Linked DNA regions of Sus scrofa: region 1 is linked to region 2. The links are chromatin contacts, called in public HiChIP or PLAC-seq maps. All regions are on one chromosome and are shown on one strand. Each heading gives the region's core, a stretch centred on a gene start, on an enhancer-like site or on the middle of the called end of the contact. The rest is flanking DNA. Distances are from core to core; before and after follow the strand shown. Region 1 overlaps LOC102158676 (a long non-coding RNA gene). Region 2 holds the start of PLPP3 (phospholipid phosphatase 3).

What was found. HiChIP or PLAC-seq counts read pairs in DNA pulled down with a chosen protein or histone mark.
Region 1: an H3K27ac HiChIP or PLAC-seq map of skeletal muscle shows a contact between it and region 2, with 6 times the contacts expected there. The contact joins the enhancer-like site here to the promoter of PLPP3 in region 2. A contact is called at or near these places in 1 of 5 promoter capture datasets (liver), 5 of 47 Hi-C or Micro-C datasets (embryonic fibroblasts, heart right ventricle, mesenteric adipose tissue and 1 more) and 1 of 2 datasets of contacts at active chromatin or transcription factors (skeletal muscle).

What each region holds. Positions count from the first base shown.
Region 1 is chr6:156,121,954-156,127,445 of Sscrofa11.1, forward strand. LOC102158676 (a long non-coding RNA gene) reads left to right here. Exons shown (of 9, transcript XR_002345175.1): 1 at 1-671. Among named protein-coding and RNA genes, the nearest start is that of PLPP3, 320 kb to the left of the region's middle. Within about 2 kb of position 3,023, at least 15 of the 83 cell types and tissues checked have an H3K27ac peak or open chromatin away from gene starts, as enhancers often do. A contact at or near this core is called in embryonic fibroblasts and skeletal muscle, where this site is marked.
Region 2 is chr6:155,799,489-155,804,987 of Sscrofa11.1, forward strand. It overlaps PLPP3 (phospholipid phosphatase 3), which reads left to right and starts at 1,352. Exons shown (of 6, transcript XM_003127971.6): 1 at 1,352-2,119. The coding sequence starts at 1,981.

The sequences.
Region 1 (5,492 bases), core at 1,773-4,272, 320 kb after region 2:
TCTGCTCTAGATGGTCTCTTTGGGACTTTTGGAGCTGCCACAGAACCACAGAATAATAGTTACGATTGGCGTTTTTATAAGAGGAGGACACACACACACACACACACACACGAAGGACCATGTGAAAACAAGACAGAAGAAGAGGGTAACCTGCAGGCCAAGGAGAGAAGCCTCAAAAAACAAAAAAACCCCCCCAAAACCAAAAAACCAACACCTCTGCCAACACCTTGATGTTTGACTTCCAGACTCCAGAACTGTGAGCAAATAAAATTCTGTTGTTTAAAGCACTCAGTCTGTGGTGGTACCCTTTCATGGCAACTAAAGCAGACTAATTCAGATCCCACTGTGAATATGTTCACTACACTGTGTCTTGCCTCCCGTGTGAAGCCAGGGGAAGAAATTCTTTTGGAACTGTTCTGGGAAAGTAATTATGGATTGGTTCTCCTTTTTGCTTTGGCTGCCAGGAAAATGGACGTCAAGCTTGAAACTAAACCATAGCAGCCATGTGAGACGTTATGGTCTGGGTTTTTGTATTCTTTCCCCCATATTAATCAATGATTCTTACATATTTTTTTCTCTCATTCTCCCTCTGATTGCACATTTCCCCAGTTACTGGAAAGAATGGAAGTTAAAAATAAAGCGGCTGGGATCCATAGAAGTTGATGCTGCAGGTAATCATTATAATGATAATAAGTAATACTTACTGAGTAGTTGCTGTGTATAGGCTTGTTCTGTATTTGTATTATCTCATTGTATTCTCACACAAACCCTATGTGCAGGTACTGCTATTGATCCCTCTTACAGATGAGGAAACTGAGACATGAGAAAATAAATTATTTGCCCAATGTTATATAGCAAGGAAGCAGCCATGACAGGCTTTGAAGATGGGCCAGTCTGACTCTAGAACTCAAGTCCTGAACCATTACACACTCAGGAAAGGGAAAGAGATGTAATCTGCTCAAGCTTTGGGCTGCTGAGGTTGCTGAGGCCTGGTTTACCTGTTGGAGCAAGCGGGGAAGCAGATGGATCTGAGTGAGGCAGAAGGCTCTGGCTGGCTCTAGAAACCTCGCCATGTCTCACTGTGCTCTGCAATGAGGACATCCATAAGCAGAGCTGGGGAAGTGGCTTTTAGCTCTGAGTCCTTCATCTTACACATCTCACCCTCCCCAACAGCTTGAAGCTTAGGCCACGCTGATTGTTTACAGACCCACAACACTGCCAGCTCACTCACCTTCCTCTCCCTGTGTGTGGATATCCTGCTCGCTGCTCACTGCTCCCGACCCCCAGCTTTGCCGGGTAGACTCCAATCCATTTTTTCAGGAAACGGCTCAGAAGTTCCTGCCTCCAGGAGCACTTTCCTGGATTAAGCGCCTTCTGTCCAGTCTGTGAACTTGCAACTTGCTGTGTTTTTCTTTCCTGATGTGCTGAGTGTACTCTTAAAGTGGCTTGTTTATTATTCTGTCATTTCTTCTGGACTCTAGGTCCTGATGGCAAGGATGGTGCTTGATCCATCATTTATATCCTGCATTCCAGTTCAGCCCAGTGCAGTGGCTTAGTAAGGGTTTGTTGAGTGAATAATTTTATGAATATGAGATTGAAGTCTGTAGGTTTTGTTGGTGCTTATAGAGCCTTCCTCCAGAAAGATTTGTTAGGTGGAGAATTTAATCTCTTCCGCACCAGTATTTGGATAACTGGATGTGTTGTCACTGTGTGTGGTCTCGTGTGGGCCTTATTGTGAAATGAAATAGAGCATAAAAAACAAGCAAGCAAATAAACAAATACGTGGGACTCACATTTGCATAATGCTTTATGGTGGAGGAAATCATTTCCTATAGATTATCTCAGTGGTTATAGCATCCTCATTTCAGAGATAAGGAAAGAGAGTGACTTTGCTCAGGGTTGCCCAGCCTGTAAGAGGGTCTGGGGTGGGCTTCAATCCAGAGCAGGGGATTGTGGATCACGCAGGTCCTGGGCATAAAGCTTGTCTTGCTCACTCATGAGTCTCATTAAAATTCAAGTTCCTCCTTCCTAAAGTGGCAATAATAATAGAAGCTAGGGGAGTTGTACAGATCAAGAGAGTTTACAAAGGATCCACAATACTTGATGAGTAAATTAATATACATCTTGACTCTGTAGGAAGTTATGCAATGTATGTCAGGTTGTAAGAAAGCCCTGGAATTCCTTGTGTGTTCCTGACCACGCTCATTCTCCCCTAACTTTCTGCTCATTTGCTGCTTTCCTCTAGTTCTTACAGTTGCTAAGATCCTTAGTTCTTGCCACGTGGACTTTATTTCATGATTCTTGGCCTTGCTTTGGGCTTGCACTCTCCCCGAGCCCTCGCTCCAAGACTTGTTCTTTTGCTGAGTTGGAAAACTTTTTTTTCTCCTCTTGCACAACTTCTCTGATTCCACAGCTGTGACACTACACCTGGCAGGGAGTTCTGCTGGGGAGACTGGCTTGGGGGCCTCAGCCAGGAACACAGAGACCTCACTGCCTTGGCCTGGCAGGGAGTACCTTCCTCTGATTCTAGGCAATGCACAAGAGAGGACCTGCATCATTCCAAAGCCAACATTTTTCAGGCATTGGACAATTTGATGGTGAAGTTCACCACCCTCCTCTCCTCCTCCCAATCTGGCCTGGCTCATTGGGATCTGTCAAGTGGCCTTGGGGCCAGAAGGACGGCCAAATTGGGTAATTTTCTCAGAAAAGGGCTATAAAGATGAGGCTTTCCAATGTGCTTTCAGCATGAATCATAAGTCACAGGCATCAGGGCCAATGTGAAGCACATGTCTACCACGTGGGGGGGGGCGGGGCAAAGCAAGGCCGTGGTTAGGTGGGACATTTCCTTCGTCAGTTTCAAAGGCGAGTTCTGCACCTGTGAATTTTTAGTGATTGTTTTAGGTATTTTCATCAGCTCTTTAGATTGAATTCATATTAATGTTCATTCAGCAAAGAATGATTGGGCTTTGAAACAGATATGGTCTTGGCAGTCGAGTTGGAAAAACAGACGTGTAGAGTGACAATTACAATACAGTGCAAGGAGGGCCGTGGTGAGGAAAGTTCAGGGTGCTAGGGATGCAGCGTGAAACACCCTCAATCCGGGCTGGGGGGCGGGGTGGAATACAGGGTGGCAGGTGTTGAGGAACCCTTGTCAGGGGGGTTTCTCATGTAGCTGAGATCTAAGGGAGGAGTAGAAATGAGCTACTTGAAGGAGGGACATGAGGCAGAATCCAAGGGAGGACACAGCCTATGCTGGGTTCTGGAGCTGCGAGAACACAGCTTGATTGAGGAGCAAGTGTAATTTCCCGTGGGCCCCGGACGGAGTGCGCACAAGTGAGAGAGGAAGGGTTTCACCTCCGGCTGCTTTCTCTCTCTTCATGCTCTGGCTCTTGTCCGGATTAGCTTTGCATGAACAAAATGTACTCAGTGGGGAACTATATCCAATCTCCTGAGATAGACCATGATTGGGGAAAAAAAAAAAAAGAATGTATAGGGAGTTCCTGTTGTGGCTCAGCCTGTTAAGAACCTGACTAGTATCCATGAGGATTGCAGGTTTGCTCCCCAGCCTCACTCAGTGGGTTAAGGATCTGGCATTGCCAAGAACTGTGGTGTAGGTTGCAGATGCAGCTTGGGTCTGGCATTGCTGTGGCTGTGGTGTGGGCTGATCCCTAGCCTGGAAATTTCCATATGCTGCAGGAAATTCCATATGCCCTAAAAAGACAAACTATAAAATAAAAAAGAATGTATATGTATGACTGAGCCACTTTGCAGCAAGAATTGGCACAACATTGTAAACCGACTATACTTTAATAAAAAATAAAATTTAAAAATAAAATGGGAAGATTAAAAGAAAAAATATGCTCAAAAATGTGTGTCAGGTGAGAAATTCCTTACAATCATAAATTCCTATGTTCTTAAATTTCTGGTGGGACTTTAAAAGCCACTCATTCGAGCTCCTCCTTTTGGTTCTGTCATTCATTCTCTGCTTGTCTCTGTTTCCCCCAGTGGTCTGAGCCCAATCATTCACTTCTCATGCACAATACAACTCTAAATCCTTCTTGTGCCTTCTTAGGCTCTCTGCATTCTCACACCCCCTCTCCTGCCATGCCTGCTACCACACTGACCCTTCACGTACCTCTTCTACCCACACTGGCCTCAGACTTGACCTTAAAACATGCTGCCCTGGGGCAGATGATCCTTTTCTCTAACTTAGATGGTTGGCATTGCTGCCGCCTTTGAACCAGATATTCCCTCTGCCTGGAGTCCCTTACACCCTGGTAGCTGCCTACTCTTTCATTTCTTTTGAGTCTTTTCACCAAGGTTGCCTTCTGTTAGAGACCTTGTAGGAACACTTCTTAAAATATCACCTATCATTTCCCTCCAAGACACAAAGCATGCTCTATCCCTCTTTGTGCTTTAAATTTCTCCAAAGTCTTTTTCACCATCCCTGATGTACTTTGTTTTATATTAATTTATTTCTCCTACTCACTTAAATATTAGTGCTATGACAGTAGAGATATTTTTTCTGTCCTTTCCTTTCCTTTCCTTTTCTTTTCTTTTTTTTGTATCCACACTGACTAGAAAAGTGTCTAGAATATGATAGGTGTTCAATAAACATCCGAAGAATAAGTAAATGAGAAGTGGGGGGAGGCTGCAGTCTGGTTTGCCAGGGACAGTAGCCTTTTCTTTCTTTCTTTCTTTCTTTCTTTCTTTCTTTCTTTCTTTCTTTCTTTCTTTCTTTCTTTCTTTCTTTCTTTCTTTCTTCCTTCCTTCCTTCCTTCCTTCCTTCCTTCCTTCCTTCCTTCCTTCCTTCCTTCCTTCCTTCTTCCTTCCTTCTTCTTTTTTCTTTCTTCCTTTCTTTCTTTCTTTCTGCCACACCTGTGGCATATGGAAGTTACCAGGCTAGGGGTTGAATCGGAGCCTCAGCTGCCAGCCTACACCACAGCCACAGTCATGCAAGATCTGAACTGTGTCTGTGACCTACACCACAGATCATGGCAACACCGGGTCCTTAACGCACTGAGCAGGGCCAGTGTGTCCTCATGGGCATTAGTTGGGTTCGTAACTCTCTGAGCTGCAACAGGAGCTCCCAGAGGACAGTATCTTAATGCCCTCCTAGAAGCTCACCACAGAAGGGAGGGACCTCCCTGGTGGATGTATCAGGACATTTAGTCCAGTGAACATCTACTGAGTGCTTACCCTATGTCAGAAGCAGTTTCAGAGCTGCTCCTGACCTAGAGGTGTTCACTAGCTACTGGAAGATGTAGACAGAAACTGGAATGTGACTTATATGCACACAAATGAAGTATAAGCATGTGGCGTGGATGCAGAAGGGGAGGAGAGATGCCTTCAGAGGAGGAAGGCTGCTTTACCACGGGAGATTCCACAGAGAGATGGCATTTGCGTGACATTCGAATCGATGAGAGCTTCAACAGAGGGAGCACGGAGGCAAGTGACAGCATGGAAATAGGAAAGGACTGGTTATGCGTGTG
Region 2 (5,499 bases), core at 102-2,601:
GTCTGATGGGCAGCTAGGTACCCTAGCTTCATCCAGAGCTGTCTTAGAGATTCAGTTACTCTTGCTTCCAGAAGACAGCAATTTTGCCTTCCTTTACCAGCCCACTTGTTCTACGCAGTCTGACTTGAGCTTCATTCAGCAGGCACCAAACTCTGTGTGCGGTACTGGGGAGAGGGTTTGGAGCTGATAATCTATAGAGCGGACTCATCTTTACTAACTATAACACCAAATCAGACTGTAATAGGTACTACAAGAGTGCTGCAAACCAAGTGCTGAAGGTGAAGTTAATTCTGTCCGGGGATCAAGAAAGGGCCCAGAGAGAAGGTGCTATTTCAGAGGATTCTAAAGCAAGAAAAGCATTTTGGTAGTTAGAGAAGGGATGGATGTGCAGAGACAGAGGGAGGCAGAGGCCAGGGTGTGGAGTGGGAAAGGACTATTGGAGAAAGGCCAAGTGGCTGGATCTAGGGATACTGAACCCTATAACAAGTCAGTAAAAAAAATCATGATCTAGAACATGATGGAAGATAGAAGGAAAGGTCCTTGCCTTGGAAATGTTTATGCTCTGTCTGGGGGAGAATTAATTCACATAGAAGACTGTGAAAGCACATGACAGCCTCTACTGCAAAGCGTTAGATTGCCCCCCAAGCTAGAGATATGCTAGCTCTGGGAGAGCTCTCCTGCTTCCCTGGACAGCTGCCCCCAACACTCAATACTGATACAAGCAGGCTGGGGGCCAGCCGAACTGGCAGGGATTTGGAGGGCTGGGAACTACAAGGAATAAAGTAAAGGTTAACACCTACACAGCATTTCCTATGTACCTAGCACGGTTCCAGGCGCGTCTATGGATTAGCTAATGACATCTTCATAATTACTCTATTTAGGAGAAAGTTATTATCTCCAGCTTACAGATGGGGAAACAGAGGCACCGAGCCACAGCCAGGATTCCAAGCCACAGGATCTAGTCCCAGAGCCAGTGCAGTCCTTTTCCTGTTCGGAGCCTCAGAATCTAGCCCAGTATCCAGTGCTGAGTGTTCAGATCTCAAAAAATAAACAAACAAACAAACAAAACAAACCCCCCCCAACAATTTATTTGAGTATTTTCAGGAGGAAACGATTCAAATCAAAACAAAGACTTGAAAGCCCCAAATATGTAAAGGAGGATAAAAGAGGAGAAACGCTTTTTTAGCTGTACAGCCTCAACGTTTGCCTGATCCAAGGCTGTTTCTTTTTATTTACATTTTTTTTTTCTCGTTTTGTGACAATTTAGTGTTTTTGAACGCTAGGGGCTCCCGGATTCTCTGGTTTGAAAGTAACTTTTCCTTTTAGGATTTTTTTTTTTTTTTTTTTTTGGAAGGGGGTGGGGGAAAATGTGGCCTTAATTATCCTACGTCTTAGGCTGCTTAAGGAAGGGGCTGTGCTTTCGGAATCCCTTCTGAGCCAAGTAAGGAGGTCCCTCTCTTTGCCTCTCTCTCTTTTTTAAAGGACCTCATGAAATAAAAGTGCCGAAAACAAACCCAGGCGATCACAGCGGCGGCGGCGGCGGCAGCAGCAGCAGCAGCAGCAGCAGCAGCAGCAGCAGGAGGAGGAGGAAAGTAGGAGTTGGGGCAGCGCTCCGAGGTGGCTGGGCTCCGCGCAGCTCCCATTCATTAAGCAACCAGCTGCGGAGGAAGGTGGCCGAGCGCCCGCGCTGCCCCCTCGCTGCTTTGCGCACGGACACGCCAGCTCCGCGCGTCCGGAGCAACGCAGCGCTGCAGAAGTTTCTGCTCGGGAGTTGACTCTCTTCCCCTTGGACTTTCGAACGATTCGGGGTTGAGACAGGAAAAGCGGAGGAGCACCAGGGAGCAGAAAGCACCACCGCCTGCCCTTGGAAGCGGGGCAGCGGGGCCGCACTCTCCCGCCGCGCCCGGAGAAGCCTCGGTCGGGAGGCGACCCCGGCGTCTGGGTGTGTGGCTGCAGTCGTGGGGCGTCTTGGCCAGCGCCATGCAAAACTACAAGTACGACAAGGCTATCGTCGCGGAGAGCAAGAACGGCGGCAGCCCGGCGCTCAATAACAACCCGAGGAAGGGCGGCAGCAAGCGGGTGCTGCTCATCTGCCTGGACCTCTTCTGCCTCTTCATGGGTGAGCCCAGCCCCTCTGTCCCCCCGGCCCTCAGCGCCCGTCCCAGCCCGGCCCGGGGCTGCGCGCGAAGCTCGGCGCTCGCTCCTGCGCGGGGCCCCGTCTCCCGGCCGCGCCGTGCTGCCCGTCCCGGGGGCCCCGCAGGCTTTTCCCCGCTCCCGGGTTCCCGCCCTCCCCGATCCTGCCGCCTCCCCGGCCTGTAAAGGAGTGTCGAGCGTGCTCTAGGCTTTCGCGGGCCACTTGGACACTCAATCTAAAAAGCTGCCTGCAGTTGGAAACGCAGGCAGAACCCCACGAAAGGTGAGGGCTTGTCCTCTTAGGAGAGGGAGGGGAAGTCGGTGGAACCAGGAGCCAGAGCCGGCGTAAAGCTGGTTGCCTTCCATCGAGTAAAACGGATCTCCTGGAGCGCCGGGCTCTTGCCTGGAGAGCGCTGCCTTCCCAGGGCCGAACGTAAACATCCAGCCTTTCCGCCGGGCTGCCTCGGCCCAGGACTTGCAAGCCGGCCTCTTCACTTGTTGCTCTCGTGAACGCCCTCCAGGGGTTGGGAGGGTGCTGTCTACCGGCTTGATGCAGAGTACCGATTCTGCAGACCCCTACTGTGTGCCAGGTGGTCGTTTTAACCAGCCGTCTCCCCGACTCGGTGCAGGAGGAGCGAGAAAGTTCATTTCACCGATGAGGAAACTGAGGCATTGGGAAAGCTAGCCAGGGTCATGCTTCAGGACCACAATTCATTGTACTCCCAGAAAATTGAGGCGGTAGCCCCGTTTCTGTTTTCCCAGCTAGTTGGAAGCCACTGCTGAAAGAGGTGGGAGTAAAGGGACTGGAGTGGGAGTTGGTAAAGAGGATTTATGAACTCGCCTCCAGGGCGGGGGGTGACTACTGACAGGAATGTACGGGAGCCCCGAGGTTTGGAAGTCGGCGTAGTTTTTTTTTGTTTTTTTGTTTTTTTTTTAAGCCAATCATAGTGTCAAGGAAAGCATGCTGGACTTGTCATCACAATACTGCCACTCTGCCACATGCGGGGTGTGCAACCTTGCTGCCTCTTTGGCCTCAGTTTCCTCATCAGTTGAGTGAGTGGGCTGAACCAGATGCTCTCCAAGGCCCCTTCCTGCATTAAGAACTCGGATTTGGTCCAGGGGCTGTTCTGCCAACTCTGCTAACTGAAGAAACATCTGTGTTCCCAATTCAGTTCCCTTAAAATAGAACTAACTGCTGCACGGAGGCTCAAGTCCCCTTTGAAATGGATTTGTCCATGCAGCGTAGGCAAAGCCCAGACTTCTGGGGCTGGAGTTAAGCGTCCCTGTGTTCAGGACCCTTTCTGCAGTAGAGTCCTTCCTGAAGTCCATCTGTCCTTGGCTTGACTGTCCATCGTCAATTTTGTGAGTCTGAGAAAGGAGGGACTTAGAATTTAAAAATAAGAATGGCTCCCTTTGCATAAGCAGACAGCCAAAGGTCAAATTGTGCTTTAGGGAAGGGAAGAAAGGTAACTGTGGTTCAGGTGGCAAATCCCATTCCTATCTCTTCATATAAATTCACCATTAAGATGTTATGTAAAGGCATTGTCACTGGGGGGCCTACCTTCCTGAAGGCAACTGAAGGCTCATTATGCACAGTGGGAAGATTAGTACTTAAAGTCTCCCTGCCAAGCTATTGAATTTTTAAAAGCCCTCCCTGGTCCTGGGGGAGTACCATGAACACATAAACACATTGAAGCTGTTTGCTGTAAACTTGCCTGGGGCTTCCCAGTATTTACTGGTGTGTTTTGTTGGGGGTAGGGTGAACTCTTTCTACACTGTCTGTTCCATGTACCTTCCTACCTCCTACTTGGTGATTAGGAAAGCAGAGCCAGAACATGCTTGACAGCCTTTGGACAGTTTTATTGTTCTCCCCTCCTCTTTCCCCCCTTGTGATTTCAGAAGGAAGTCCCAAGAGATGGTGTCTCTTATCAAAGGAAAGAGTGTGAAGGAATTCACAAAAAAAGACACACCTATATTAGCTATAGTTTAGCCAGGCACAGAGAAACCCCAAGACACTTGTTGTGCGTTGATGGTGTAAGTAAGATGTATGTTTGCACGTTTCATCTCCTCATCTGCCCCAGCTCTCCCTGTGTCTTCCCCGAAGCTAATATTCTATACCTAGCTGTTTTTTACTCACTCACTGTTGGTCTGTTCCAGCAAATAATTTTGTTTACTGCAAAAAAGTTAATAAGGTAACAGAACCTTCTATTTTACTGTCAGAATCATGTAGCTATCTGTGTTCAGGCTATGGGCCTTGCCATTAGCATCATGTCAAAAGGTCATTTTCAAAGTGTCTCCCTTATGCATAGGCCGAATTATAGTATCACTCATTCAGTGCCTCTCTACCACCTTTAATGAGAAACACAGTGAGGTAAACATTTACTTGAGAAATTTATGCAGGAGAACTTGATTTGGCTCCCACAAGAAAATTATTAACACAACATGTGATTTTAATATTCCACACATCGCAGTCCTAAAAAATTGTTTCTACGTGGTTCTCTTTTGCCTACGACTGTCAGTATGATTTAATTTTTATGTAGTTTATTGATCATATGGTCTGGATTACAAGGCCCTAATCTATGAAAAAGGGAGACAGTTTTCTGTTTATTCTCTCACAGAGATATACAGCAAGTTTCCTCTCCTTGTATCTGGAAAAAATAAAAGCTGATGTGCAATATACGTGTTATGTAAGTAGAAGTACGCAAGCAGTTTGACCCCTTTCACATACCTTTTTGGAACGTTAAATTCTTGGTGAATAAAACAGGAGTCCACTGTCCTTGTGAGGACCCAAGGAAGCTGGTGTCCAGAATCGCCAATGGGAGTTTACCTCTCAGTGAATCTTTGCTGATTATTGCTTTCGTAAATACAGTTAGGAATCTTTGCATTGCAGATTTTTCTGAAATGGATTTTGTTTTCCTTTCAATTGCATAATCTGTGTGGCCTCTGGGATTTTTCGTGCACAGTGCTCCTGCTGTACCGTGTTACAAGAGAGCAGCAGAGGATATTCTCAGGCAAGGGGGAAGGAAGGCACAGCTACTGTCTATAGCTCGGTTAGGCTCTGTTTCAAAAAAAAATACATGAGTTCATGTACTTTGCACTACAACCCTTATGAGGAGATTATCTCCATTTTACAGATGAGAAAACTGAGATTCACCATGAGTTCAGTCTGAGTTGATCCCTAATCCTCAGTGAGCATGACTGGATTCCATCCCCCTTTTCTCTCCTCCTCTGAAAAATCCTGAAACTCAGATTCTCATTAGAAAATTCTGAAGCTCCGTTTGCAGAAAGCCTTACCCTGCTGCCTTTTCCACGTAGTCATTTGCACTAAAGCAAATGAATAAAGGTGGTTCAACTCTTTGATCAGTG